Linked DNA regions of Mus musculus: region 2 is linked to region 1. The links are chromatin contacts, called in public promoter capture Hi-C maps. All regions are on one chromosome and are shown on one strand. The core of a region is the stretch at or near the end of the contact, and the rest is flanking DNA. Distances in the headings are between cores, read along the strand shown. Region 1 holds the start of AI593442 (expressed sequence AI593442). Region 2 has its middle 83 kb from the start of Gm39339.

Region 1 (5,743 bases), core at 2,054-4,553:
TGGTACCAATATAATAAGTATATAACAAAGGTGCACTTGTTCTAAAAATAAAACAGAAACATACTAGTTGGTTAGATACTGCATTTTCAGAACTGCACATTGCCTAATACTTTTTTTTTTTACATAAAGGTAACTTATGCAATGTATAGTGATAAGAAAAAACAATCCAATTGTAGAAAAAAGAAGAAAGAAACCAATCAAAACCAAGACAATCACTTTCCAAAACAGCTCCTTCTTTGGTCTGCACAACCAGAGGAAGTAACCATGAAGGTGAGACATATTCAGCACCAGACCTGGCTGGACAGCTCCCGGTTTCTCTGAGGCTCAAAAAAAAAAAAAAAAAAAAAAAAAAATTCCCCAAAGGGAAAAAAAAAAAACCAAACAAACAAACCAAACCAAAACGACTACCAGTCAGGTGTACAAATGGGCCCTAATGAGCAGCAAATCAGATAGTATGTTTTTGTTTTTTGTTTTCTTTTTCTGTGCTCGACCAGCGAGTGATATTTCTAAAAGTAAAACTCTAATTCTGCCAGGGGGAAAGCAAAAAGTGAAATGATGACTGACTAGAGAGGGGTTACCTGTCCTAAACGTTTTTCTGGGACATTCTATGTGGTCTCTGGTGCTTAATGTAGATGTTGCCTTTATAATATACTATTGCCTGAGCCCAGCTGAAGGTGAGGAAAGGGGAGGGGAGACAAGCTAAAGGAAAAGTGAAAGCCCGTGAGGGAGGGGCAGAAAGGCGACTAAACCTTCACTTGACAGCTATATACAACATCACCGGCCCCCTCCCATCCCTTTGCTTCGGTGTCAATGTCTTAAATATTTGGTAGCTTGTGCGGTTTCTTCTCCTTATTGAGGGGGGCACGGGGTGGGGAGGGAAGATGCAGCCTTCATTAACAATGAGAAATTATGTGATTTGTCATGCGCTTGGACTGTGTTATTAGTAGTATAATAATTACTATAAATATCAGTAAAGTATTATCAGCGTTATTTCTTCCTCTGAGACTTTCCTCGCCCAATATTTACAAATACCGCACAGTGCCTCGGCGGAGGAGAGACAGTGAAAGGGTGGCCAGGTAAGGAAAGAGGGCAGAGAAAACAGGGGCCAAAGGAGAACGGAAAAGGAAGGAAGGAGGAACAAAAGCGAGGACGGTCAAGATGCTGGAGACGAGGAAAGGGTCAGGAGAGGGGCTGCGCAATCAGGACAGTACCACCGTTTGCAAAAGGCCCTCGCCAGGTGTGTCCAAGCAGGAGGAAGCTGCGGGTGCTCCTTGTGGAGTGGGGGCTGGCAGTGGAGGCGGAGGCGCACAGGGACCCTGGCACAGGAGACCAGGGGATGAGGAGGAGGAGGAGGAAGAAGAAGTAGCATTGGAGGGGGTGCAGAAAGCGGAGTCCCGGGGCTGCCTCTCCAGTCGGGTTTCTTTTCCATGGGTTGGAGCTTGAACACCTGCCCGAGGCAGCCCCCCACCACCGTGGCTGCCGCTGCAATGATCTCGCTCATATTCTTCCTGAGCCCTCTGCATCTTCCGCTTCTTCATCCTACGCTTGTGGATGTGGAAAGTGGAGAGGGACAGCACGAGGAGACAGAAGATGAGAGTGACCAGGACAATCAGCACCAGCGTAGATGAAAAAGACTGGAAGAGCTGCTGTCCCACCTGCGTGATGCAAGTGCCACCACCTGCGCCTGAGCTGCGGAGACCTGCGCTGCTGCCTCCACTGGCGTTGTGGGAAGCAAAGGTCCGGTTCAGGAGACAAGGCGGCAGGGCCAGCCTCAGCTCTTTCGGCGCCCTGGCACTCATCGGCGCTGGGCTGAGAGGGGCCAGGCCCACCAGGCTTCCTCTGTTGGACACACGGTTCCCACCAGCCAAGACGTGGACAGGAACCCACACCACCCCAACTGCTCTTTAGCGCTGGAGGGAGTGAGCTCTCCAGCCAAAGACTGAGGGAGCAACTGCCGCCAAGCAAGCGGGCCAGAGCTAGTGGCCCCAGGGAGAGTGTCTCTGGTCTTCTTTGATCCTGTTTCCTTTCCCCAGGCACAGTGCTGCAAAGAAAACAGGATTAGTTAGGGTCCCGGCCACAGCCAAGGCGAGTGCAGAGAAAGAGAGGGATCTGACACCACTGTCAAGCGGCCCTCAAATGGACTCTGTCATCTCCACAACCCACCAACCCAACCCTACCGCTCCTGGCAGCCCAGGAGAGCCGCGCTAGATGCTCCGCTGGCTCAGATGGGGTCTGGCGTCCGTACCGCACCGCGGAGACACTGGTTACTCAGCAGAGAAGGCAGCTGCCCTGCCCCCTGCACAACTTTCTAATTGCCACCAACAGCGGCCGCCACAGCGGCTTTCTCTACTTCCCAGAAAGCCAACTGCCCTCTTCTCTGTGTCCTGTGGACCTCCTCTCAGGATCCAATCTCGCCAGCACGCACTCCAAGCAGGCTCCCTGTACGCAGTCCTCCTTCCCCATCCCTCCCTCTCCAAACACTTCCAGCCTGGACGTTCAGACCCCCAAGGTCCCCGTCCCAAGGGGATACACCCCACTGCCTCTGTCCCTAGCCGCAGCTGACCCGCTGGATCTGGCACACAGGATCATACTCGACCTTTCTCCAGCCTTCTTCCTTGCTACCTTCCTCCCCCTTTCTCCCTATCAAAAGCAGCTGAAACACCCTTCTCAGCGGAGGCACATCCTCCCAAGCGCCCCCCACCCCTCATCTCCCTGAGCCTCCCACTTGACAGTATCCAAAATCCTTTTTCTTTCTTCCAGAGCAGGAACTGAAAGGGGAAGGGTTCCCGCTTGCAAAGTTTGGGGAACCGACCTTGTCTCCAGCCTTCCCCGGGCCCTGGCCCCAGGGCCCAGAGGCTGTGGCAGAGGACCAAGCCGGAGGACCCGCGGCAGGCAGCACAGCTCCCTTGCCTCTCCCAAAAGGCAGGTGCAAACTGTTGCACTGCGGAGCAGCAAGGCAAAGCGCTAGCCTCCACCAGGGAAGGGGCGGGGGCTGAAGCTCTGTCCAGAGGTGCCTGCGCAGGCCGCGGGAGTGGTCTTACCCGCCCTCATCCTGCCACTGGGGCCCCTGGCCATGGAAGCCTTCATCCTGACCACTGTCTCTTACCTGGAAGGACCAGCCAGTTGCAGAGAAGGAGCCCTTGGCTGCAGTGGCGGCTGCAGAAGGCACGGAGCGCTGGGACCAGAGACAGAGCCGCGCTGCTGCTGCCACCCTCGCCGCCGCCACCGCCGCCGCCGCCGCCGCCGCCGCTGCCTTTGCTGCTGCTGCTGCTGCTGCTATGGGGAGCTCAGCTCTTAGCCTATTGCCAGAGAGGCCGGTGACGTCAGGCAGCCACCGCCAGGGCTCCAAGCCACCCCTCAGGCCCCCACCCACCCTCATACCCAACACCTTGTCCTGGCATAACAGCCTCTCCAACACCATTCCCAGTTTCCTGCTGTTCCCCAGCTTTGGGGCTGGGAGGAGCAAACCCACCCCCATCCCCACCTCCACCCTGCCAGCAACCCACCTTCATTCAGCACAAGCACTCCTTTGCCTAGGAAGAAGCAGGCTTCAGTTCTTCCATTGCTCTATGCTTCAACCTCAACCGGTCTCCAGGTACAGTTTTGCTCCAGGAGAATCTTCTCCCCTGGGGGTACACTTTTTTTTCCTGTTGACTGATCAGAGTCCCTGCTACTCCCCAATCCTATTTTTCTGCCTCTGGTTCTAAGCATAAACTGCTTATACTAGGGAGATGGCAAGGACATTTGTCAACACAACTGTGACAGAATCAGAATCAGGAACCTAAATATGCATCAAAGACTGCATCTCTCCACCAGTCTCCAAAGTATGTCATCCCATCTGCTTTTTGATTTCTTCCCCCGCACGCTCATCTTCAGGCCCAGGATCCATTCGGTGTATTGAACACCCCTTTTTTTTTCGAGGATCCCACATTCTGAAGACACAAAGCATACATGGGCTTGAAGGGTGGGAAGGGGAAATTACAAAGAGAAGTGCAGGAACCAATGACCCGTAAAAATTCTCAACATTGTGTGTACTGCTAAAAAAATGTCCCTTCGTTGATTCTAATTTTTTGTCAACGTGCTTGATTCTTGATACATTTGCTTTTTCAGTTAAATGTTTACATCTCCTAAAAAGGCTCTTAGCAGCCTGCAAAAAAATCTTATAGAGACCAGTGAACGACTAGTTTGGGATCCTTTCAGAAACAGAAATAGTGTATTCTATTATAGTAACCATCTTCAAAATAGAGTATGCTTTGCTTTATGTGAGTGATTGGGAACGCTTGCTTGGAACACTAACTAAACAGAGTATGGTCTTTAGGGCACTGAGATAACTTATTAAAACCGTGTTTTGTTTTGCTTTTTTCTTTCTTCTCTCCTGTCTTGTTTACCTCCTGTCTTTGAGTCTAGAAAGTGTGCAACATTTTCTCACCGAGTTGGTCAGTCGTGGAGTGTGTGTTCCTGCCTCCTCTTCATGCTATACATCATGAAGGAAAGCTAAGGGGAATACTAGCTGCCACTTACTCACTCCTATCAGCTACAGTCAGGAAGTGAGGTCAGATATGAAGAAAAAAAGATTTCTCCTTCTGACCCTATGTACCCATCTACCCCTACTCCAAATTCTCATTTTCCTCCTGCTCACGCCATAAATGCATGGCACTCCATATTCTTCCCCCACCCCATCTCTGCTTTCGTTTATTTGAGCACAAATCATCTGGGGCCTGGGGAGCAGCACAATGTTAAAGCACTTGTGTAAGATGCCAAAGGCCTTGGGTTCTATTCACAGCACTACAAAGAGAAGGGAAGTATCAGTTCCATCTTCATATGTATCAATAAGAAAAAGAATTCCACTTAAGATAACAGTTCAGTACAGGCTGAACAATGCACAGTTGCTTCAGACCACAGACTGATGCCCTTTGACTGCCAAAGTCACACAGTAAAGGATGGCCAATGACCTAGATATTTGCATAAGTGTTCCTTCCCAGAAGTAGAGGGCCTGATGCCTGTTAAAGCCACCCTCCACATCGAGTGACTCTGGATTCACTGACCTCAGAGAGTGGTGAGTCGTTGCTTGCTTGCTTCACTGTGACCTGTGAGACTTCACTGTGGATACCAGACAGGCAGTGGCTCTTTTGTGGACACTCTCAGCAGAGTCTCATCAACATATTGTAAAGCAAATCCAAGTTTGAATACTCCAGAAAGAGATCTGGCTGTTTAGGAAAACTCTTTAGCAGGGGAGAAAGGTTGTCTTGTAAAAAGAACTCTCTATACGGAATTAACCCTTTATAGTCTGTATTCTAGACTTGGGGCAGTCATTAAGTGTTTCCAGAGGAGATATAGCTCAACAACGTCTGGTATTGGGGTTACATCAGCACAGGCATTCTTTTTACATGTCATAATTTCAGATTATGTCATGGACTGCCAGTGTTCTTACTCTTTTGTTACAAATGAGACCATCTGCTATGCTAAGAATGCTGAAGGTGTCTGTGCCTTTTCCCACAACCTGTGAAAGACAAAGTCTCACCCTAGATAGCTTGCATCATACTACAGTTCGGTGTGACTTGGGAGATAGTGGTATTTAACTGCAAATGTTTTAGGCAAATTAAAGACATACATTTTCAAGCCAAAATCCCATTAAGCCTTTCTATATCTCCTCTTCTGGTCTGTAAATTCATGAATTTTGTGCCGAAACCAAATAATATAAACTGGGGTGGTATGATTCAACCCCAAGGAATAGTGGGGGTGG
Region 2 (5,743 bases), core at 1,030-3,529, 280 kb after region 1:
TCCTCTTGACCCCAGGGTGAAGATGGACAGGGGACAGAGAAGCGAGTATGCCCACTGAGCTAAAAAAAGACCTTTCTATAGGTCCTGTTACTAACTCAGTGAACTTAGATGTTTTTATATGTTGAAGAAGGAGGAGCCATAAAGCCACAGCAAGAGAAGGAAAAATTAAGAGGTACTGATCTAAGAACACCTATTTTCATTTGGATGATAAATACTCATTCAAGAGATCAATATAGTGACTAAAGCCAGTAACAATAAAATAAATTCTGAAGAAACACTTAAAGTGTAAATTGTAAGGTTCCTATCTCTAAAAGTTAAATATGTCCTTACTGTTTGAGTGTGAACCTCAAAGACCTCTGTAGGCTTGTGTCTTTTAATACTCGATCTTCAGCTTAGGAAGCTATTTTGGGATGTTATTAGATCTTTAAGAGGTAAAACTTGAGCTCCTCTTCCCTCCCTCTCTCCCTCCCTCCCTCCCTCCCTCCCTCCCTCCCTCCCTCCCTCCTGTTCAGTCAGACAAGAAGATAGACAAGAACATGGCAGTCTGCACTCCCAGTGAATGATGGCTCCCATGGGCTGCCACGCCTTCCCAATCATGACATCTTGAACTGAACACATCCTTTTCTAGTAAGTTGCTTCTGTCAAGTATTAGGTTTCAGTGAGAAGGGAGAAAGGATGACCTATATGAGATAGTACACTTTAATCAGTCCTGAGGCTCCACGTTATACCTGATTTTATTATTATTATTATTATTATTATTATTATTAATTACCAATTAAAAGCAACTTTAAAAATAAAAAGGGGAACGTAAAGAGACCTGGTTCTATGCTCAACTCAATCACCAGTTCTCTGAAAAGATGGTGTGCACAAAACCTCTTCAGAGTCTGTTTCCTCATCAGTACACAGATGGACTTAATCTGACTTGTTCTGCATTCAAAACTGCCTTGGTTAGTATTTTGATAAGACTTTATATTCCCAACTTGTAAATGTTTTTACCCCTATTAAACCACGGTGAGTAGGAGCTGCCAGGTAAAAACAAGCAAGACTAGAAGCAATGCTTTGTATGGGTGATGGTCAAAGGGGATGCAAAGATGCAGCTTCAGACACTCAGTGAAAGTGATACATACATACATACATACATACATACATACATACATACATGCAACACCATGACCTATGTAAGAAGAGTCAAGAAAATACCAAGCAACAAATCTTGTCTGAGTTGTATGATTGATTGTGATACTTCTATTCCCAGCCATAAAACAATGAGCCCAATAAAAAGGTTAAAGAGTTGAATAGCATCAAGCATGGAGGCAAAAATCAAATCCCAACAACTACTCCTCTAAACTCTTTAAACCTTGTGCCTGGGCCATGTACTCCAAAGCCACAATGGTCACTGGGAAAGAAATGTGTAATAGAATATAGTTGTTCTTTTCTCAGAGGGGTTTCCAGTATCTAAACACATAACATGCATGCATACATACATACACACATATATAAATATGTCTGTGTGTCTGCGTGTCCAAAGCACAGAAGGTCTGTATAGGAGATACAGAAATCCTAGGGCTCATTTTGCATCATATTTTGTTGTTGTTGTTGTTGTTGTTGTTGTTGTTGTTGTTGTTGTCGTCGTCCTGTTCAAAGCCTCAGGGTCATACCTCTGCAGTCACTCTCTAATCTGTCTGCTTTGACTCGTCCAGGCAGAGCTCTATTTTCTCAGAGCACAGAAGAAAGCTTACTCATCACTTTAACAGACATTTGCTGGCTACCTACAGGAAGTCAAATATTATAGCAGGAATTTAATATAAAGATACGTTGATGGCTAATTAAAAAGCCAAATACCTTGATGCTAATTTTCTGATTCCATTCCAGTTCCTTGCTGCTAAACAACCCAAGAAGCTTTCTGCAGAGTTCTAAATACCATGCTCCAGGCCTTGGATCCTTGGTAAAATGAAGAAGAATGGAGTTCTTGTGCCAGCTCTACCAGTATCATGCATTGAGCCAAGGTTTACAAAACCATTCAAGCTCTTGGCTTCCTTCTCTCCCTCATCCACAGGATCCTGGGAGGAGCCAATCACTTGATTGCTGTGAAGTCACTTTGAAATATGGTCTGACTGATGACAAGCCAGAACCCTGCAACTGCAAGATGGAGACTTCACTGGAACCCAGGCTTCTGATTCAGGCAGGCTTCCTCAGCCACTGGGTTTCCATCAGCTGCCACTGCAGCGTCTCCTCAAAGCGCGTGAACTGAAAAGCTGGCACTGGCTCATCTGAAATTCACACACCGGAGCTCCAAACAGACAAGGACGTTCTGAAATTGGAAATGCAGGACGATGGCAGGTGGTGCTGTTCTCCATGAAAAATGAGTTTTAGAGAAACAGCCTTGCTCCTCCCAAAGATGCCTGGGGTTTGTGGGTGATTTGTAATGCTTTCACCGGAAAGCCCTCATCCCCATGAACACATTTTGAAGAGAGAAATCAATCTTACAACATAACAGGGAGAGAAAATCTGTTAGAAAATAATGAAGGGGGGAAAATCTACCTTATTCTAGAATCCTTTATACCAAATAAATGAGTTCCAGACGGGGAAGGCCATATCCATATCTTCCCCTCATTCTTGCCATTTACTGGGTAGACGTAAGAAGGAAGATTGAAGAGAGGGACTGTTACCCAGCTCTACCAGCCATTCCATCTCAATAATTTAGGTGGGATGCCATCAGAGAGAGACAATATTTATCATTTCACCTCAGAAACTCCCTCACCTTATCTTTAACATCTAATACTATGTCAGTGTTCATCTACAGTAGAAAATAACTAAAACTCCCCATGTAACAACTCACAAGAATGCACCATGATAAAATATGCATCCCAATACAAAATGGTAGTTACTATCTTCTTGGGTGTAATTGCAACCTTTAAATGAATACAGCAGCACATAGTGGTTCAATTGAACTCCCAGGCCCCGTTGAACTGTGCCTCAGACTCTGAGACTAGAGAAGGAGAAGAAACCATGAGGCACTCTAAAGGACACATCACAGAATGCATGACAATAAGAAGCTCACCAAGCCAGGCATGGTGGCACACACCTTTAATCCCAGAACTTGGGAGGCAGAGGCAGGAGGATTTCTGAGTTCGGGGCCAGTCTGGTCTACAGAGTAAGTTCCAGGACAGCCAAGGCTACACAGAGAAACCCTGTCTTGAAAAACAAACAAAAAAAGAAGCTCACCAATTTTAGGAGCAGGTAAATTACTGACTGAGGTAGAGTTCAGGAAAAGGTATGGGGCAAAGATGGAAGGTTTAGGGAAGAAGACAAGAGATGGACTAGGGAGAAAGATTGGAAAGTATATCCATGAAAACAGCAATCTAAAGTGAATGTCCACCAGCATGCAGAGAAGTCCCCTTTATACTGGGAAAGAGGGGGGAAACAGCCACTCTTTTCAGGATAGATGAGTCTTAATAAAAGTTGTACAATTGACCCGAAGAAGAAATGAGATGAGATTTTGGAAAAGAAGTGCCATCTACAGGTAATGTTGCTTTCCACCTGTCTCCAGAGCCCCACAAACCTCATCTTCCAACCCTCTCCAGAGGAACCTTGGGTGCAGGAGATGGGGATCTGGCTTAGCAGCAAATCACTTATCTGTCATGTGTAAGGTGTGGGGTTTGACCTTCAAACCCAGAAAACAGAAAACTAAACAATGAAGAATCATATAGACAGACTATTCTTCTCCAGTGTCTTTCTGACCCTTTCTCTGTGTTAAGAACTTCTTTTCTAAAATACACAATCCAAGCACAGCTTGTCTGGGAGAAAGAAATTCTATGAGCACTCACAATGAGTCAATAAATAATCCAGTAGAAGCCAAGACGGTACTAGTCTGGAATGCCACTTATGTATGGGCAGGAGTCACAAAGTACTCACTGTCTTTCCCCTGTACATCCAAAGGACCAATACACAAAACAGAGACCATCCCAAGGAGAAGCCTAGCTGCATGCCCTGGACACAATGACAGAAAGATGTTACAACTTGAGATGTCCTTAAAATACACACCAGTGAAGGTAATGGGGACTGAACATGAAAGAACATGCTGAAAAGCATGTCATGATGAACTCAGAAAAATAAGAAACAGTGCAGAACCATGTATGAGTACAATGGAACTCACAGGCAAAAAACACCTCACCTCAAAGCTCAGGAAGATGTCCAAAACCTGACACAGGCACAGTGAATCTAAGATAATAATTACCCTGTGCCCTTTAAACCATACATTCCAATCCTCGAATAGGAGTCAAAAACATATTGAGGTGACTCAACTAGTGGGTCTTTATCTGATGGGTCAATGCCTAAGAAAAGAGTTGAAGGCTTTGCTACCACATCCCATAACAGAAACCAGAGAGTAAGGTGTGTGTTTCTATATGTATGTGTGTGTACACACATATATAATAAAATGTGCACTATTTTGTCATACGTCCTTTCCCATGTGTCTCTGCTGGTAATTTCAGTAAGAACACCAAATAGCTATTAAGTGTGCCACCCACAAGCTTCCAAGTCAAGAGGTCATTTCCATATGGCATTATGAAAGGTAAGTTGAAAGAATTTGAGCTCCATCTCTGATACTAGTGAACTTTACATTTTAAAATTATTCCTCCCACAGTCAGCAAATATTCTTTAACTGTCCACTAGCCAATAATAAATGTGGGAGAGAATCAAGATGACTGAATAAGAAAATATGCTCCCTAGGAAGGACTTCAGGAAAGGGGTCAGTCCTCTACCCACATTAGCAAGGACAGACCATGGGCTTAATTAGGAGTAAGCTAATGCAGATCCTAAGTAGTGAGACCCAGCTCGAAGCCTAATGTAGACAGTAGAAAATAAAAAAGGGCGAGTCAGACCCAGGTTCATTGTCTGCAAGATGTTAATAGCAAAGAACAGCATCTCCTGACTCTGGTTTAAAGGCCTTATAATGATAGGTCCAAGTATAACAGTCCAGAATTCAAATTCCCAGCAGAAGAAATACAAGCTTTGGACCTTGCTCCAAACTCCATTTCCATCTGCACTCATTCTTTGAGTCTGCTCCTTTCCTTGATTGCCAATGCCAATGCCCCATTTGAAGGCCTGGGATCAACAATAGATCAATGGGTAAATATCTGTGCAACACACTTAGTACAATGTCAGTCACTCATGTTAGTTCCTGTTCTCATTTTTATACCAATTGTGAATACATGAAGGGAAGAAAGATAACGCTGATGATACATAAAGGAAAGATACTGAATTGAGAATTGTGATGTGTCTGCCACAACAGTGAGCTCTGTAACTGCAGACTTTCCTACCAGCACTTAAGTTCTCCCTAGTTAATGACTCTGAGATTTCTTGTATATGAATATATGTGTATGCCAATAGCTCTGGCTCATTTCTGCTAGCTCATAACGCAGCTATCCCATTTAATGTAGCTCAACTCATGACATGTGGCTAGTTACCTGGTCCTTAGTTTCAAGCAATGATGGTTATCTTCCTCTGTGTCCAGGAGAATCTCTCCACCCTGACTCAGCCCCAGGATATTTCTCTCTCTCTCTCTCTCTCTCTCTCTCTCTCTCTCTCTCTCTCTCTCTCTCTCTCTCTCTCTCTCTCTTCCCTCTCCTCTCCTCTCCTCTCCTCTCCTCTCCTCTCCTCTCCTCTCCTCTCTTCAGCTTTCCTCTCCTCAAATCCTGCCTCAGCTCATTGGCCAAACATCATTTTATTGACAGGTGACTTT

The links. Promoter capture Hi-C pulls out the DNA fragments that hold promoters and counts their contacts.
Region 2: a contact with region 1 is called in a promoter capture Hi-C map of hippocampal neurons, with 5 times the contacts expected there. The contact joins the enhancer-like site here to the promoter of AI593442 in region 1. A contact is called at or near these places in 1 of 39 promoter capture datasets (hippocampal neurons), 1 of 15 datasets of contacts at CTCF or cohesin (the NIH/3T3 cell line), 2 of 484 Hi-C or Micro-C datasets (cerebellar granule neurons and cerebellum) and 3 of 115 datasets of contacts at active chromatin or transcription factors (SST interneurons, VIP interneurons and forebrain).

What each region holds. Positions count from the first base shown.
Region 1 is chr9:52,676,477-52,682,219 of GRCm38.p6, forward strand. It overlaps AI593442 (expressed sequence AI593442), which reads right to left and starts at 3,304. Exons shown (of 2, transcript NM_001286641.1): 1 at 3,107-3,304; 2 at 1-2,041. The coding sequence starts at 1,799. The coding sequence ends at 1,200. Gm1715 (predicted gene 1715) reads left to right here and starts at 3,387. Exons shown (of 5, transcript NR_045333.1): 1 at 3,387-3,595.
Region 2 is chr9:52,957,667-52,963,409 of GRCm38.p6, forward strand. No RefSeq gene overlaps it. Among named protein-coding and RNA genes, the nearest start is that of Gm39339, 83 kb to the left of the region's middle. Within about 2 kb of position 2,280, at least 9 of the 459 cell types and tissues checked have an H3K27ac peak or open chromatin away from gene starts, as enhancers often do. A contact at or near this core is called in SST interneurons, VIP interneurons, cerebellum and 1 more, where this site is marked.